Regions from separate parts of the Sus scrofa genome. Here region 2 is linked to region 1. Evidence: chromatin contacts called from public HiChIP or PLAC-seq data. All regions are on one chromosome and are shown on one strand. The core of a region is the stretch at or near the end of the contact, and the rest is flanking DNA. Distances in the headings are between cores, read along the strand shown. Region 1 overlaps LOC106506547 (a long non-coding RNA gene). Region 2 has its middle 260 kb from the start of CLINT1.

Region 1 (5,152 bases), core at 1,299-3,798:
CCACTCAGTCACCACGTATGCCTCAAGCAAGAGATATCCCATAACTCCAGTAGAGGATGATCTCATCACAGAATCATTTAAGAAGTGGAAGGTTTTACCGCAGCCACACTCTTGTGGGCCTCTGTGGTATTGGTCCCATACTTCCTGCCCTTGTATTGTCCTTTGTCCTCTGCCTGCCTGAGTAATTCCTACTGGGACTTCAAGAGACACCTCATCATGTGAACTCTCCCTGATTTCCTCCCAAGCCCCCGGGGGTCAGTAGGTCACCCCTTCTTTTGTGTCCCCATTGTATCCTACAGACATTTAAGTTACAGGAGAGGAATGGCCTTATTCTTGATGGCCTCTACCTTTTGACCCAATTGGTTCTTTGACATAGAGAGTAAAGCTTGTTCTACGTAAGCCTGTACATCTGGAAAAATTCCAAAATTCATATGACATAAGTGAGTTAAAAAAATGATTTTGTAAGAATTGATTACTTGAGACTAAAACACTGAACACAAATGCTACATTCTAAAAGTGTCTTGGGGGAACCGTTTCATCAAGGGTTGGAATGAATGAAGCTTCTTAAAATGAGACTCTCATGAGCTTGGACTGGCCAGGCTCTTTCTTCCTGGTCCCTCTCCCTGGAGTGAGCACATGTGCTCTCTGCTACCATGACCTGCCTGGTATTCACAACTAGGGTCATCAGTCTCCAAAACCCCTAAATTTCAATGGGTACTAATGCCTCTGAAGGCACCTGAATGTGTCAGGGACTACTTTTTGGTATGGCCCCACTGATACTATTCCTTTGTTACTGATTCTGCTTCCAATTCCTCCTATTCCTCCCCAACACTTCCTCAGCTCCCCAACTCTTCTTCCTCATGGTCTCTTGCTTTCTTTTTTCCATCAGAGTGCCCTGAATCACCTTAGACCTTGACCACCATTAACTGTGGAAAGGCTCTATCTTTTGCAGACACTGGACAACCCCGAACAAAGCTCTGGTTGTTTCTGAGGGGGTGATATTGAGGGCCAAAACAATCATGAGAGCAGAGCTCACAGGCTAAACCACTGCAGGCTCAGGATCACCTGTAATCTGTTTCTGTGTTTCTCTCCCTGATTGGATTAGAAGCTCTTTGAAAGCAGGGGCTCCGTCACATTATTTTGTGCATCTCAACGTGTTTCAAACATTATAAACAGATCAACTGAGTTTTTTAATTCATTACTTATAAGCCCAGTAAATGAAGGTCAAAATTTTACCAACAACTGGAATCCATGAGCATGTAGGTTCCACTTAAATACACTAAAACAGAGAGAGAGAGTAAGACAGAGTCAGAGACAGAGAGAAAAAGAGAGACAGAGGGAGACAGAGACAGAGATAAAGACACAGAGAGATATAAAGAAGGAGAGAGAAAGAGACAGAAAGAGAATTTTTTTTTTTTTAACTTTTTAGGGCCACACCTGCGGCATGTAGAATTCCCAGGTTAGGGTCTAATCAGAGCTGCAGCTGCCAGCCTGGACCACAGCCACAGCAATGTGGGATGTGAGCCACATCTGCCACCTACACCACAGCTCATGTCAGTGCTGGATCCTTAAACCCACTAGGGATCAAACCCACATCCTCACAGTTACTAGTTGGATTCATTTCCAATGCTCCACAATGGGAACTTCCAAAGAAATTTAATGAGGTTTCTCAATCCATTCTGGATTAGTCTAGCCCTTAGCAAGTCTTTCCTTACTCTGAATTAAAATCTTTCTGTGATTTCCACTGGCCATTCCTAAGTGCTCCCAATAAAGTATCATAGCAAAAGTTGCAACCTCTTCAACAGAAGAGCATCTGTAAGTTAGAAGACAGTGCTCATTTTTAGCCCTTTCATCCCTTTAAACAGCATCAGTCATTCCTCCAAACCTTCTGATTCCCCAGTGTCTTGCCCTCCTGGGACAAGTCAGCCTAATCCAGGTTCTGGACATTGTTCACCTGTTTTCAAATCCTGGCTCCACAGCTTGGTATGATCCCTGAACCTCAGTGTCCTCATCTGTAGAATGGAAATGATTATAATAATAGCACCTGCTGATCTTTCTATTGTGGGAACGAAATAGATAACACACACAGCATGCATAGTAATAGAGTGACAAGCACTGAACAAGCACTCAAAAATGTTAGAGATAAATACTCCAGGTGGCAACAGACCCAAGGAACCAGTGCCAAGGGGGCCCACAGTGCCCTCAGAATTGAATCATTTCTGTTAATAAAACCTCACTGGGTTAGTTTTAGAGCTGCCACAGCCCCTGACAACTCTTGGGCTTGCGGTCAATCAAAATCTTAAGATCTTTTACATTTTTTTTTCACTTCAGCTGCTGTCAAACCTGCTCTCCCACATCCTATACTTTAAAAATCAATTTTCTGAAACTAAAAGCAGAACCATATATTTATCCTTATTAAATTTTCTGCAAATCAGTTTGGCCTATCATTCTAACATGTCAAGATAAGTTTAAGTCTTGATTCTGTCATCTGACCTATTAGTCACCCTTCCCAACCCTATGTCATCTCCAGATGTGATAATTTTCCTTTTTTTTCTGTTCATGCAGCTCTCAGATAAAATTCTGAACAAACTCAAGGCCAAGGACAGAGCCCTGCAGTACTGTTGACATTCTTTGGGCAACAGTCCAACATTCTAATTTTATGGATGAGGAAAGTGAGATTCGGAAGCCCATCATCATACAATACAGCCTGTTGACTCTTTCCCAATGTGTGTACCTTGGAACAGCAATCCCCTGAGAGATTTTCCACAACAAGGGGTTTTTATGGCCAAGTACGTTTGGAAAATCATGCACGCTCTGTTTCCTCTTGGAGATTGGCAGTGCTCAAGAGCACACTTCAGATTTTGTGAAGTACTACAGTCAAGAATCCTATTTAGCTTGTTTAGCTCAGAATTTTTCAAATGAGTTTGACCACAAAATCCTATTTTCATGTAATAACTCTTAACATCCCATAGAACCAGTGGCCCGTAGTTGGCTGCAAATAGACACATCTTGAACATGAGATCCGTGTCACTCGCTTGTTGTATGAGTTAGGTCCTGCGGTCCCTAGGTTCTGAGTTTTGTGACTTCCCAATGAAAAATAAGAAGGGAAGGAGCTTTGGAAAAGAAGAGATTAAAGAAGGGGAGTGTCGTGTGACAAAAAGGCAGGAATCAAGGTAGGGGAAGCCCTCCCCCCCGCCTCCATGTGTTCAAAGCAGCAGTGAAAAGAGGAGCCCAGGGCAGAATTCCTAGAAGATTCCAACCCTCTGCCTCCCACCCTCACCCCTCACAGGTTTCCATCAGGCTCTGCCTCGAGACCATCAGGACTAGTCTCATTATGCTTTTATCGTATCAGTCGTCCCAAGAACCAGGATTCCCAGGGGGCTTAATCACCAGTTTTTCAAGAAGACTCCCCTGATTTAAAGATGCACTTTCTCCATCTGGCACCCCTCTCCCTTCCCTGCTTTATTTTTTTCTGTAGCATTTACTACCATATGACATAATATGTATTTCATCAGTTTATTTGCTAGATTTGTTTATTGTCTGGATCCTTCTACTAGAGAATAAGCTCCATGCTGGCAGGAATATTTATTTCATTCACTGCTTTATTCTGAGCACTTAGAATAGTATGTAGCTGATAGTTGGTGCTCAATAAATATGAAAACACCAGTCAGCTCAAGCCAGGGGGCCTAAATAAATTATAGCCTCTCAAAGGGCAAGGATCACATCTTGGGTTTTCTTTGACTTATTTATGACATGATACCATCTGCTGAGTGGGTCTTTATTACAGTAGAAATGAATATTATTACTCAGATAGATATCAATATATAGGGAGAGGCTATTAGTCTCAGAAACCATGTTCTCTCTCTTCCGGTGACCTCATCCACCAGGCCCTGCATGGGCAGGACTCATAAATCCACACCACCACCCCTGACCCTCATCCATGCCACAGCCTATCTTCCCTGCAATTTACTGGACATTTCTACCATGCTAAGCAGCTTCAACTCTGCTGGCCCAGAGCCAGAAATAGTATCTCCTCCCTGCCAAAAATTAGTAGAGAAATAAAAACAAAAACCAGCCTTCTCCAATGATGTTACCTCGGCATCAATTTACACTGGGGACACAAAAAATAATGATAATAATGAAAACTGACCAAAGTCTTGAATTTTTTTTTTTTTTTGTCTTTTTGCTATTTCTTAGGCCGCTCCCGCAGCATATGGAGGTTCCCAGGCTAGGGGTCTAATCAGAGCTGTAGCTGCCAGCCTACGCCAGAGCCACAGCAATGCGGGATCCGAGCTACATCTGCAACCTACACCACAGCTCACGGCAACGCCAGATCGTTAACCCACTGAGCAAGGGCAGGGATCAAACCCGCAACCTCATGGTTCCTAGTCAGATTCGTTAACCGCTGTGCCACGACCGGAACTCCCAAAGTCATGTATTTTTTTCTGACCGTTCCTTTTTCCTTACAGACTCTGTATCTGAAATGTCTGTGTTAGCTCTTTCCTCTGCCCCATTCCTGCCCTAGTATTAAGTTTTCTTGATCTTTTGCCTGGCTGTTGAATCTTTCCCCTCCCAATCTCTCTGCTCCTTCACTGACAATGTGTTTCATGCCCATTAGTGGGTTATGAAATCATTTGTACTATTATGATCAGCATTTTAAGAGTAGAATGGAATGGCATGGCATAGAATAGAGTTAAGAAAAAATCAGGCTGCTTTCCAAGTAGTATAATAGTTGTTTGGAGAAGTTTAATTAAATGTGTATGTGTATGCCCTAAGCCAGTATGTAAATACATTTGTCATAATAATTTGAAAGTCACTGCTCTAATCTAATGTATTCCAAAGCAGAGATTTAGTTCTGTCTCTTCCTAAACTTTTCAGTGACTCCATAGTACCCTCTGAATTACATCCAAACACATTTGGTGTCCAAACTTAGGCCCTTGCCTCCCTTTGTAGCTTATTTTCCAACAGTCCTCTACTCATACCTAGAATGTGCTCCATGCTCGACCGCTCATTATTTCTTGAACATGCCGTGAGAGTCCTACCACCATAATTTTTTATTGTGCTATTCTTCCTTCTAGAGGGGTGATTCTCAACCAGATGGAGAGATTTTGCTCACTGGGGATACCTGGCAATGTTTGGAGACATTTCCAGT
Region 2 (5,152 bases), core at 1,744-4,243, 260 kb after region 1:
GCACAAGTACTGTGAAAGAATTCTTTATTTGTTTGGGGTCTGCAAATATGATCTATTCTTAAGTCAGGAACTGTGACTGACATTTTTATAAAATTTTAAAAATTATTATAGAAAGCTTGCCATCACATTTTGTACATAAGAAGATCTCAATCAAAATTTATCAACTGGCTGAGGAGATGGGTGGGTGGATGAATGGATGGATAGATAGAAAAATGGATCACATTATCACATATTTGAGAGCATTCAACGGGCAGTGACAGATATAAGACGTGTTTATATTCAATAAGGGAAGAATTATGAAGGTCTCTTTGATGCTGGTAAAGATCTGGCCAAAGGATCTTTGGTCAACTGTGGGCAATTATAGATGTTGAGTGTCTGAAGACTGAGATGCTGAAATGAAAAAAGAGGACATTGAGAATGAATGGAAGAAACTGCTGATAAACTTCCTTTCAGGCAGTTTTATCCACAGCTGGATCTATCTGTGGCGGGTCGCATGCTTAACCACTGAAACTTCAAGCAAGAATTTCAAAAGTCCCACTCTATATACTTTTTTAAAAAAATCTCTGTGCAAAAATCACTTATGGCAAGCTTGAGGTTGCACAGGACTATGGGTTTGGTTGGATGAGAACTCTTTTTGTCCTAAAATCTATAAGCAATTATCATGAAAAATCAGAGGCCCAACCCTCCAGCTATAAAGGTGACAACTGCATAAAGAAGGAAAGGGAAGGTCCCTGAAATGTGTCAGCTGCCCCAGAGAGATCTGAGCTGAAAGAAATTCCTGTTCTGGTCAGAATACCAGGCGAGCGAGTGGCACAGTGCCCAAGCCTGCTTCTTCTGGTTCTCTCCTTCCAGCTAAATACAGGTCTGCCTTCTTTTTAAAGGACTGGTTCCAGGGAGAAATCTTCAAGAACCAGACAGATTGGAGAGGATAAATGAATGGGAGTCTGTGAGCTGAGATGTCAGCAAATAAAAATAAATAGAATTAGAGTGGAAAGAATGGAAACCTTCAGAATCTACAAATGTCTTTCCCCTCATGCTCAGGCATTTACCCCCCAAGAAATCCAAGAAAGAAGAGAAAGGCACTAACATGGACTGGATGCCTCCCATGCTATGAACACTACGTTAGCTGCTTTCATACATGTAATTTTATTTAATCCCCCACTCATCTTGCAAGGGAAGGGTTATCGTCTCTGTTTGATGATGCCAATCAAGATTCAAGGAGATTAAGACTTAGCCAAGGCCACACACCTAGAAAGTGTCAAAACCAGGATTCAAACCCATATTTCTTTTTCCTCCAAAGCCCTGCCCACTACACCACCAGCAGAAACAGAATCTTAACATGTTTTAGCTCAGGGATGACCTTACCATCATGTCCATTTCACAGAGGAAGAACCTGACCAGTAAGTAGAAGCAACTTGCCCAATGACTTGTAATGACCCAGGCCTTCTGGTTTCCAGGTAAGAAGCTCTGCATCACTGTATCCACTAGGGTCCTACAAGAAATGCACACTCAAGTAGAGGCATTAGGGTAGGGCATCATGAAGGGATTGTTATATGTGAGGACACATTTTAATGAAGGCAAAAAAGGCTGGTCAGGCTGTCCAGACATAGCAACTACAGGGAGGGCAGGCCTACCCTATACCTGAAGGGACGAGGCCAGGGCCCCAAACCCAGAGAAACCTGTAACTGAGGCTCAACCTATACCTGTAGGAGTACTCTGAACTTCAGTAGAGAAAGCCAATGCCAGCCTGCAGCCTGGCAGGGAGAGTATCCAGGGAATTAAACCCTGCCCTCTCTCTCTCCCCTCCAGCCTCCTGATGCCTCCCATTCACTGAAACTTAAAGAAAATCAGAAAATAAGGAATTCCTGGGATGTGGTTTCTAGGGGTCAGAGAAGGACAGAGAAGGGAGGAGAAAGGACCTAGAGGGGGAAATAGAGCCTTTTGAACACATTGCTCCACAGGGGTGCTTCTCTGAACCGCGGTCCTTGGGAAGAGTCCTATCTCAGCAGGTTAAAGATAACAAAAACCACATCAGTGTCCCCTACTCACCAATGTGGAGCCAAGAAGGATTGACATGGGGAAATACAGGGCAACTAACAGCACAGAGCTGGATTTCTCACTGCCGCTGCAGGGATGTTATTCTAATCTGGCCAAACTGCCTGTGATAAACAGGACAAGCCCTGCTCCATTATCTCCTTAGAATCAAAGGCATGACCTTGGGACTCTTTGGCTTTGGTACCCAGGTCAGTACCGGTGTTCATGGAGAGAGTAACTGGTGTTTCTGGTGAGCTTTTGTCAGTATTTGAGAATTAAAAATAGGGGGCAGTGGAGTTGGGTGTGTGCAGGAACATAGCATGTATACTGTCATCCCTGCTTGGAAGTCAATGCTACTTTAAAATAAAGACAATCACTTTTCAGCCTATGGGCTAAGATAAAGCCTAGTATCTGTTCTCAGAGTTTAAAATAAACACAACCCCTAAATGAAGGCGGTTTAGGCATCTTGGAAAGGATCTTCTCTCTTATCTATGTCTTCGGCACAGGCAACCTTGCTTTGACGAGACATCTCTCGCTCAACACACATGCACACGCACAGGCACGCGCGCGCACACACCAGTGCCACATCTGGTCTCTCAGCCCATCCCCTCCTGAAGTTTCAGCCTCAGCTTCCACTGAGCCCCCTTCCTCGCCCTGATTTGGTCATCTTTCCTACTGAGTTTAAATCAACAGTCTGATTTTATCAACAATAATACTTTATGGAGGTTTATTTCTTCAAACAGACTGCGCTCCTCTTCGCTATAAAGTTAATTTTATGTTCTTTGTTCACTTTCCTAATCTACAAATTACATCCTGCCGTTCCCTGATTACTTACTATTGGAAAAACAGCCCCTTTTTGCTTCCAGTTTGAATATTCTCTGCCTTATCTTGATGACCCTAATCTCTCTCCCGAGACTGGACTCTCAAGGCAGCGGTAAGCAACCGGCGAGGGCGCAGCGTGCCAGCCAGCACAGACCCTGCGCGGCAGCCAGCCGGCCTGCATGCCTTGCTCCTCCGCCCGGCCCGCTTCCCCCCGCCCTCCCAATCCTTTTTCTCTGAGTGTGGGAAGAGGCTTGGTTGCAGCAGGGAGGATTAGAAATTCTGGGATCCACTCCATGCTCTCAGAAAGTCCTAGTGGGAAGACGGAGAACTTCCGACACTCAGAGAAACAAGGACAAATGCTTCGGAGGCTGACATTTGGCTGATACCGCATGAAAAATGACCTGACTCTTTTGTTGGAAACGCCTGGAGGGGGAGGGGCTGCAAAAGGAAGAGAGATCGCCCGGAATGAGGGGAAAATAGAATCAGCTCTTACATGACCGGGGTTTTTAAAGAGGATGGGGAAGAGATGACCTGGCTGTCAGAAGTGTCAAAGGGAATTAGGCGTGTTTGTAACCGCATAGAGGGGAGAGAGGGAAATGGGAAGGAGGAAGAAAGTGACAAAAGATGGAAAGGACGGAGTCGGAAGGCATCTTAGCAAACCACATGTTTTACAAATGAGAACACTGGGGCCCCAAGTTCTAAACACAGCAAAAGAGTGATGATATTGATGATAATAATGTCAAGAGATATTTGCTTTCTTGCTATTCTTTCACATCTGCCATGTTCATGTCCATTTTCCAGGCTTTTAGCTTCGCAATAAAAATAAAAACCTAATATTTATTATGTCATATATACCAGACACTACCTAAATGCTTGACATGTCTTATCACAGTTATTCCTCCAAAAAAAAAAAAAAAATCCAGGAGGTAAGTATAATTATCATCTACATTTTACAAGTGGAAAAAGTGAGACACACAGAGGTTGATAACTTGGTGAGATCACTTGTAGGAAGATGCAGCCAGGATTTAACCAGGTCTGTCTGTCTGCTGAGCCACATTCAAAAAACATTTGTGGAATGAATATGTGTACACATTTGTATATTATTCAGAGGACCATCACGCCAGCTTTAGTCCCAGTGCTCTAATTTTCTGGGGGGTCATTGTATTTTGTCCAAAATCCTTCCAGGCCACCTGATTTCTGGGGCAGCATCTTCTTCTGAAACTCTAGGCTGAATATAGTAACTCTTTCCATAAATGTCTAAATATTAAATATTTTAAGCTTTGCAGACCATATATTTTCTCTGTAATATTTTTTTAACAATCCTTTAAAAATGCAAAAAAAAAAAATCATTCTTCACTTGAGCACTCCTTCTGACCCCTGTTCTAGACTCCAAACCTTGGAAGCAGGCTGAAAATGTCCCTCTCCTACCACCTGTCCATCCAATCATCAAAGTCTGGGGGCTTGGGCTGCCTCTCAAAATACCTGTTACATTTTTTTCAGCACCCCACCATCCCTAGTCCAGGCATCTACCATCGCATGCATGCTGTGGTCACCAGAATGGTCTCTCTTACTCCGCAAAGCTGCCCACATGTCACTGCTGTATCCATTTTCACAAACAATGATTTTCACAGAACATTCCCTTGCTAAAATACCTTCAAATCTAAGCTCCTTACTCTGCATTCAGAAGTAATCCCCCAAACACACACACACACAAACACACACACACACACACAAAACACATACACACACAGAGAGAGTTATCAGGTCTTTAATGTTAACAAAAAGAACAGCTAACATTTAGTGAGCATCAAAATGATCTAGACATTCAACTAGTCCCACGGATCATCTCATTTAAGCCATATCAGAACCCTAGGAGATAGGTATGATTATAAGCCCAATTTTATAGATGAGTAACTGGGGCTCAGAGAGGCTAAGAAACATATGCTGTTTTACACAGTAAAGTGGGAGACTAGGAACCAAAGCGTGGCTCTAGGACCCAAGGGTCCCTTCTGTTAACTTCCATCCTATATTACCTTTAACATGTCTCCCGCTCTGTCCTTCTACAACTTCTGCACCAGTGCCACCAAAAAACATCTTCCAAGAGACAGCAAGCAGGTCACCCCACAGGATCAACATCTCAACTCTTTGGGCTGCTAAGGGAAGTGATTGCCCTAGAAGAGAAGCTGCTGCCTCTGAACTTAGAGCACCATAAATCGAGTGGGGATGAGCTTAGGTGTGGACAGTGGGTTCCTTCTGATGTTCCCAATAGCAGGCTGCCAGCCAACAAGTGGGCAGC

What was found. HiChIP or PLAC-seq counts read pairs in DNA pulled down with a chosen protein or histone mark.
Region 2: a contact with region 1 is called in an H3K27ac HiChIP or PLAC-seq map of skeletal muscle, with 12 times the contacts expected there. The contact joins two enhancer-like sites. A contact is called at or near these places in 5 of 47 Hi-C or Micro-C datasets (embryonic fibroblasts, heart right ventricle, mesenteric adipose tissue and 2 more) and 1 of 2 datasets of contacts at active chromatin or transcription factors (skeletal muscle).

The regions. Positions count from the first base shown.
Region 1 is chr16:64,975,378-64,980,529 of Sscrofa11.1, forward strand. All of the region lies in intron 4 of LOC106506547 (a long non-coding RNA gene), which reads right to left. Among named protein-coding and RNA genes, the nearest start is that of CLINT1, 520 kb to the right of the region's middle. Within about 2 kb of position 2,549, at least 10 of the 83 cell types and tissues checked have an H3K27ac peak or open chromatin away from gene starts, as enhancers often do. A contact at or near this core is called in skeletal muscle, where this site is marked.
Region 2 is chr16:65,230,493-65,235,644 of Sscrofa11.1, forward strand. No RefSeq gene overlaps it. Among named protein-coding and RNA genes, the nearest start is that of CLINT1, 260 kb to the right of the region's middle. Within about 2 kb of position 2,994, at least 24 of the 83 cell types and tissues checked have an H3K27ac peak or open chromatin away from gene starts, as enhancers often do. A contact at or near this core is called in skeletal muscle, where this site is marked.